Linked DNA regions of Mus musculus: region 1 is linked to region 2. A link is a contact called in public promoter capture Hi-C data. All regions are on one chromosome and are shown on one strand. Each heading gives the region's core, a stretch centred on a gene start, on an enhancer-like site or on the middle of the called end of the contact. The rest is flanking DNA. Distances are from core to core; before and after follow the strand shown. Region 1 overlaps Tprkb (Tp53rk binding protein). Region 2 has its middle 6.6 kb from the start of Gm38847.

What was found. Promoter capture Hi-C pulls out the DNA fragments that hold promoters and counts their contacts.
Region 1: a contact with region 2 is called in a promoter capture Hi-C map of liver. The contact joins two enhancer-like sites. A contact is called at or near these places in 1 of 39 promoter capture datasets (liver), 1 of 115 datasets of contacts at active chromatin or transcription factors (embryonic stem cells) and 2 of 9 other capture datasets (adipose tissue and pancreatic islet).

Annotation. Positions count from the first base shown.
Region 1 is chr6:85,928,087-85,931,483 of GRCm38.p6, forward strand. Tprkb (Tp53rk binding protein) reads left to right here. Exons shown (of 6, transcript NM_176842.3): 6 at 690-2,198. The coding sequence ends at 776. Among named protein-coding and RNA genes, the nearest start is that of Tprkb, 14 kb to the left of the region's middle. Within about 2 kb of position 1,380, at least 13 of the 459 cell types and tissues checked have an H3K27ac peak or open chromatin away from gene starts, as enhancers often do. A contact at or near this core is called in liver, where this site is marked.
Region 2 is chr6:85,847,860-85,851,617 of GRCm38.p6, forward strand. No RefSeq gene overlaps it. Among named protein-coding and RNA genes, the nearest start is that of Gm38847, 6.6 kb to the right of the region's middle. Within about 2 kb of position 1,517, at least 36 of the 459 cell types and tissues checked have an H3K27ac peak or open chromatin away from gene starts, as enhancers often do. A contact at or near this core is called in liver, where this site is marked.

The DNA.
Region 1 (3,397 bases), core at 130-2,629, 80 kb after region 2:
GCATACAAATACTGGGACTCATTACATTTATACAAATCCTGTTACTGCTCTTTTTCATATCTGCCTCCTCTCTTATTCTCAATACCTTTTGAACTTTTAAGTACTAGTGCAGGGCTGGAAGATGACTCATCAGTTGAGAGCACTTGCTGTCCTCCCCAAGTGCCGGGCAGGGGCTGATTCCTGGCAGGCTCATAGCCATCTCTGCCTCCACTTCCCGGGAATCCAATGTCTTCTTCTGGCCGTCATGGGAACTGCACACATGTAGTATACATACTACAGGCAAAACACCCATACCAGTAAAAATTTAAAAAGCTTTAGAAATAGTAACATCATTTTACAAATTCTTGGAAAGTATTTATAAATGAAAACTCAAATGCATAATGAAAACTAAGAAAAAGGATCTCTTTCAATATTAAATGACTTTATGAAGTTAATTGCTAGATTTGGACTCTTAAAATTGATATAAATATGATTTATATGTTCAGGCAACTTGGGTTTTTTAATATTAATAACTACACTTCAAAAGAATATTTGACATTAATGACAAATTGCCAACAACTTTGAATATTTTAAATGTATTTGTGATTTCAAATCATTAATGCCGTAGTGAAATGATAAACCACATATACTTGTTTATGTAATAGTAGCACGTGGACACAGCATTCATAGAGTGTCATTCACTTTTACAGATATATAAACTGTCATCACAAGAAGAGAGGATTGGGACGTTATTGGATGCTATCATTTGTAGAATGTCAACGAAGGATGTTTTATAAGATGTTTAAAATGTCAACAGAAAGCCGGGCGTGGTGATGCATGCCTTTAATCCCAGCACTTGGGAGGCAGAGGCAGGCGGATTTCTGAGTTTGAGGCCAGCCTGGTCTACAGAGTGAGTTCCAGGACAGCCAGGGCTACACGGAGAAACCCTGTCTCGAAAAACCAAAAAAAAAAAAAAATTAACTCTAAGCCAGGTGTGGTGACTCATTACAGTCCACTGCTCAGGAGGCTGAGGCAGGAGAAAGCTGCAAGTTTGAGGTCAGCTTGGGATATGCCACAAATTCCAGATCAGCCTAAAGTACTATGTCAAATCCTATCTCAATAAATAGCAATTCATTTAACTCTCTTAGCTGCTTTTTAGGTAGATATGTCTTTGTGCCCACTTTATACAAGAGGCAGCTAAAAGAGTATAGCAGTATTAACTGACTAGCCCAGGGTCATGTAACTAGTATAAAACCATGTTTGATGGTTCCTTTTCCCCCTCACTTTATCTTGTATTGGATTGTATCCATCAAGATAGGCTTGGTCAAGGGTTAGCAAAGCTCTGTGAAGAGCCAGATAAGTACTTTGCTCCTCAAAGGCCGCCTCATCTGGTTCCTGCTACAATTACTCAATATGACCTTTGCAGTCTGAAAGCAGCCACAGAGGACAGGTACAGAGTGAGTGGCCTCTGTCCAGTGAGCCTTGACTTGAACAAGCAGTGGGCAGCCCTGGAGTTGAGACTGTAGACTCCAGAGTTGGCTAGGACATAGTGACAGTCAAACCCTAAAGCTCACTGGCTTAGTACAGCAGAAGGAAACATTTTGTTATCTTGAAGGCAGAAGGGATCAGAGGGAAACCCACAGCAGGGCTTTAGAGCCCTCTGCGGGGGCTTCTCAGCCTGGGCTTCTAGGTTACTGTGCAGCTTGTCAGAAGCTCTGGGGAGGGCAGAGAAACCTAAAAGCATCCACATGGAAGTGGCAGGTATTGCTCACCTCTTTTCATTCACACAAGTTCAAAAATGGTGACCCCTTGTTCTTCCCACAAGCACAGTCAGTTCTGCCCCTCCAGTCCCCTCTAAAGCGCCAAGTCTGCAAAGCCAGGTGCTCTCATAGTGCAGTTCTGGGGTTGTTCTCTGGGTACCTTATGGTGGTTTGAATATGTTTGGCCCAGGGAGTGGCACTATTTAGAGATGAGGCCTTTTTGGAGTTGGTAAGACCTTGGCAGAAATGTGTCATTGTGGGCATGGGCTTTAAGAGACCCTCCCTCCTTCTAGCCGTGTGGGAGCCAGTTTTCTCTTAGCGGCCTTCAGATGAAGATGTAGAACTCTCAGATCCTCCTGCACCATGCCTGCCTGGACACTGCCATGCTCCTGTCTTGATGATAACAGACTGAACCTCTGAACCTGTAAGCCAGCCCGATTAAATGTTGTTCTTATAAGAGTTGCCTTGGTTATTATGTCTGTTTGCAGCAGTCAAACCCTAACTAAGACATACCCCACACCCCAAATTCCTTTCTGAGTCACACCTCTTGAATGTTCAGACAAGCCTGCTCCATGGAGGTGAGGCAGAGGATGATACAGAACAAAGAATAAGTGACTCTTGCACACTTGCCCAAGATTGTCCAAAATGAAAGAAATCTTGATGCCTCTTCTCACTATTGTGTGTGTGTGTGTGTGTGTGTGTGTGTGTGTGTGTGTGTGTGTGTGTGTTTGTGTGTGTGTGCAAGTTCTCAGTGTCCCTGCCTCATATGGACTGTTACAGGGACCCCACATTGAGTGTGCAGCTGGGATGTTAGCTCAAGGGATGCAGATTTCTAGGATGGATACTGCTGGGCTTAGTGTGGAGAAGATCTCACAGAAGCCAGAGAAGGCTGACCTTGGTGATGACAGACAGAAACATATTACGGTGACCATCAAAGCCAGCCAGGGTCAAGGAGAGCCACATGGCAAGAAAGGGTGAGGGATATAGTCCTAGTAACCAAGTCACCTGTGTTAAGAGTGGCAGAGCAAGGGGTCTCTGTGTAGTTGGAATTGGTCAGTGGCAAGGTTTGGCTTGACTGACCCCTCTGGAGTTAAGCTGTATCAGAGGTGATGCCAGAATGAAACAGGACTCCCAGTAATTCCCAAGTGTCACAAATTACTGACTTAGGGGTGCCTGGATCTCTGTGATCAGTAGTCTCTAGCCTAGGGTGGGAGAGAGCAAAATACCCCACATCTCTAATAGTATCCCATTTTACAGAGGAACTAACTGAGAAGGAGGGACAGCCTTGCATATATATATATGCACAGCACCATATCCCATCCCAGCCTTGTGTCAGAGGTTTGCAAGATGACCCAATCACGCACAAAGCACCTGAATTTCTGGAGTTCCTGAGCCTTTGAACTCGGACTAGATTCAGCCTTGCTGGGGCCAACTCCAGTGGGGGTGCTCTTTCTTGTCAGCTCTTCTTGAGGCAGCAGAGGGGGAAGGGCATCGGTGGAGGGTAAGACTTTGTCTTACAAGATATTGAGGGTTGCTGTATAATAATAAAAAGTTTACTTATCTAAGTCAAAGTTACTATGCTACTGTAGCTGACCTGCCTTCTATGATCCTCTGAAGCCAGAAACTACAGTTTCTGGCACTTAGCACATCTTCCTCAA
Region 2 (3,758 bases), core at 267-2,766:
CCAAGGGTCCCCTTCCAGGGGTTACATAAGCAGTTAACAGTTGCATGCAGTTACGGAAGAATAGCTGCTGCTTCCTCGTTAATGAGAATCCTTAACTGGCAGACCAGCTGTCGTGCCTACCACCCGGCCCTCAGATTCAACCGCCACAAAGTGAGAGCCAGGCTCACACAGGTAGGACTTGGTGATGTCAGTCGGGTCTGTGTGTAAACACATGGCCACTAACTTCTTCAAGGGCTGTCTAGCAAGGAGCCACAGTAAAAAGAACAGACAGAAGCTATATGTAATGGCCAGCAGCCAGGAGCCAGACACCAGAACCAGGGCCATGGGCACCCCAAATTAAAGCAGGATTCAGGGCAGCACCAATGCAAGCTGGAAAGTAGTGGGTTTCCCTGCCCTTACAGAACAAGTCAGGACCTGTTTGTGGTCCCTCTCTTGGTATTGATGTGATAAAGAGCCATGAAGAGACTACTGTGTTTCAAATCTGCATCCGCCTGCATCCAAGGACATCCAGACCTGCCAGCACACTCCCTGAGCCTTGCAGAAGAGAACGAAAACCATGTGCGTCCACTGAGACCCCTCAACCCTGCTCCAAGCTCCTAGGAGCCATGTAAAGTTGGCTCGAGGGTGTTTTCTAGTGTCACCCAGGAAGCCACAGGATATCTCATGGGAAGAAAGTGTGGCATCACTAACACCCAGCTACTCCCCTGGCTTTCCCTCCTTTCCATCTTTGCGACCTTTGTCATGCCACCTGATCTCACTGAGCCTCCATGTCTTCCTCTGCAGAACACAGTGAAACAACAGGTGGCTTCCGGGGTGATTGTGAGGATTTAGTATGGTGGCCTCCATTCCACATCACTACCCTCACTCAGTCACAGGTTCTCTGCATTTTTGCTGCCTTGAGACAGCGTCTAGTGGCAGGCAATCTGGTGTCTAGATGGTTCTTCTTTAGGTCCATACATTGCAGAGCTCTGTGTTTCCAAGTACAAGTTTCAAAAAGCCTCTTCCCTCTAATTAGAAAGTTTAATTTAGTAAAAAAACAAACAAATAAACAAAACAAAACAAAAAAATGGCGCAAGCCAAAATACCGTATCTATGAGTCCCCAGGAAGGTTGAGGCCCACAGAAATCCTCCAGCCTTGCCTCTCTGTTCTTTCACCTGGTAACACAGAGCAGAGAGTCCCAGAACATTGCACACTGGACATTCAGAAGAGCCTGCCTGGATCTACCCCACCTCTGGGGAGAAAACTTGGTCTAGCACCTCATTGGCTGGTTCCTGGATAATCACAAACCAAGGGATAGGAACTAGAATGTGACAGGGAAGAAAAGAACCTGTCTATTCATTTTCTGATCCCTATGGAGCTAATCTGGGAGGGAAAGTAGGCTGGGGTGGTCCCTGGGTCCTTAACCTTCCTTCCTGATCTATTCACATTACACTGCCTCACATACAGCACACTTGGCCCTCTCTGAGGACAACCTGGTCCCATGCACACAATTAGGCAACAGTGCAACTCACCCCAAGCTCGAATGTCCTTGATAAGAGTCCAGGTTCATTGGCTCAGCAGGAAAGCCCTCTGAGGTAGGGTTTCTGTCTAAGCTTGCCTGGGCCATTGTTCTAGGACAATGAATGCTTTTGATCTGCCTTACCCTCTGTGCCTCCAACTATCATGTGACTTTACCTGCTGTGCAGCCTTCTCAGCCCTAGAAGTGTTGCTTTCCAGAGGACAGGCCCTGGACAGGGGACAGCCCTGTGAACTCTGGAGGCTGCTGAGAGTCGGGAAAACAGCTCATTCATCTCACTGGGTTAACTGAGGGTTTGTCTTTCAGGCAAGAGTAACTCAGAGGAACACTGTTCTCCATGGAGCTGTCTCTGCAGAAGCGATGCTCCTCCTCCCGTAGCACTGGCCTGCAGGCCTGCGAAGGCCCTGCTGTCCAATGACACCCTGCATGGATGGAGAGGGGCCTATAGTGAGCCCTCGCTTAGAAGGTGTCCTAGGAGCTTTGGGGCCAAGGAAAAGTGGGATACCCTCACAGCTGTGACAAGGGCCAGAGACAGGGGAGGGGAGGTACAATCCTGACAAGTCAGGCTCGGAGAAGGATGCCCAGAGAAACAGCACAGAAGAGGTTGGTCTCTGGCTGAAGGGAGAGATGCTCTGGAGGCAGGATGAAGGCACAGTCCTTGGGAAAGGGATGGTCCTCAAATGAATGAGTGACTGATACTAGTAGAGACCTGGCTATACAGGACCCACATCCTAGCCAAGTAGTACAGAGTCCAGATGCACATGAGGCTGTGAATATGCTTTTAGCCGAGAAACTAAATGATAGTGTGGTGGTGAAACCTTTATCTGTCTTTATTCACTGGGAACACAGGTTAGTCAAGGCAGGAGGAGGAGCTATGCGTAGAGATCTGTGGATGGTTTGGTTGTTTGTTTGTTTTTGAAATTGGTAAAAGGTCTCATTTGCCCACAATGTTGTAGACTTAGTGGGTTTATTGTTTGCAAGGGGAGCCTTAATGCTGACTAAGGAGACATCAGTGGAAACAGTGTGCCTTATGGCCTGTCCATTATGACACAGGCCAGAAGGAAATCTGCACTAACCTTGAGGTACATTTAGGCCAGAAAAGACAAGAACCAGCACCATTCGGACAGTGATGAACAGGAGGACGGCCTCAGAGGTGCATAGAGGGCTGCAGCAGAACATAAGAGCTCATGTAGGGAGAGGCCAGTTTTGGAAAGCTCAGGGATGTTACCCGCAGATTCTTCATGGCAAACCAGAGGCTGGAACCCAGGTCCTGGTAGAGGCTGTGGCGACTCTGGTTATCTTCAAGCTAGGGATCCAGGTTAACCATTCTCATGATGCTCAAGAGAAAATGGGCTCTGTGCACCAGCTTCCTAGGATCCCAGTCTTCCATCTCAGAGGGAAGCTAAGGTTAAGACCCAGGATGTTTATAGGGAGGTAAGACAATGAAATGTTGCAAGGGGAGGCGAAATGCTCAACCTGCGGGGAAGCTTCCTAAACTCAGGAATTAAGCATTGCAAGTACTTCAGGAAGTCCTCGAAACTGACCAGATTCACTCCCCTTCCCTCCTCAAGCATGTGAGCGTGTATGAGCAGTAAGGACAGCCTGCTGGGAGACTCTGCCATGGAAGAATGGAGCTCAGCCACGTTACCTAGAAGAGACTCCAACCTACTGAGCCACCTGGAAAGGACACTCTCCAACCTGTTGAGGTGCCAGTATGCAGTTTCTCAAGTTTTTCTGTTTTTTTGTGGACTGTTACCCAAGATGGAGTAGGCTTTGATGATGCAGCTGTTTGTGAGTTATTCCTGTAAGTACCCATTCGCCAGTATCCGCCAATAAAAGTCATTGATTCACTAGGCTAGACTTTGATGGTGTCTGTACTTTGGTCTGTCATCATCCTATCTGCGGTAAGTAGATGTGTGTGTGTGTGTGTGTGTGTGTGTGTGTGTGTGGCATCTTTCCAGCAATACTGTCACAAAACAATGGATGACCCTGTCTCAGGAATTCTGATATTGTCTCTAGCATGTGAATACTAAGCAGAAATTAAACTAGGGGTCTGACGTGGGGAGCAGAGTGTGTGAGTGTTGCTGGGCAGATTCTGAGTCATACTCCCGCCAGCAAAAACAGAAGTCAAGCTGAAAGGCCTGTGGGTTTTACTGGTCCTCTGTGCCCTCATATCCTTGGTGGCTTCCTGGAAACCCAATGGCCTCAGTCCCAGTGCATCTTGAAAGCATGTTGGGTTTT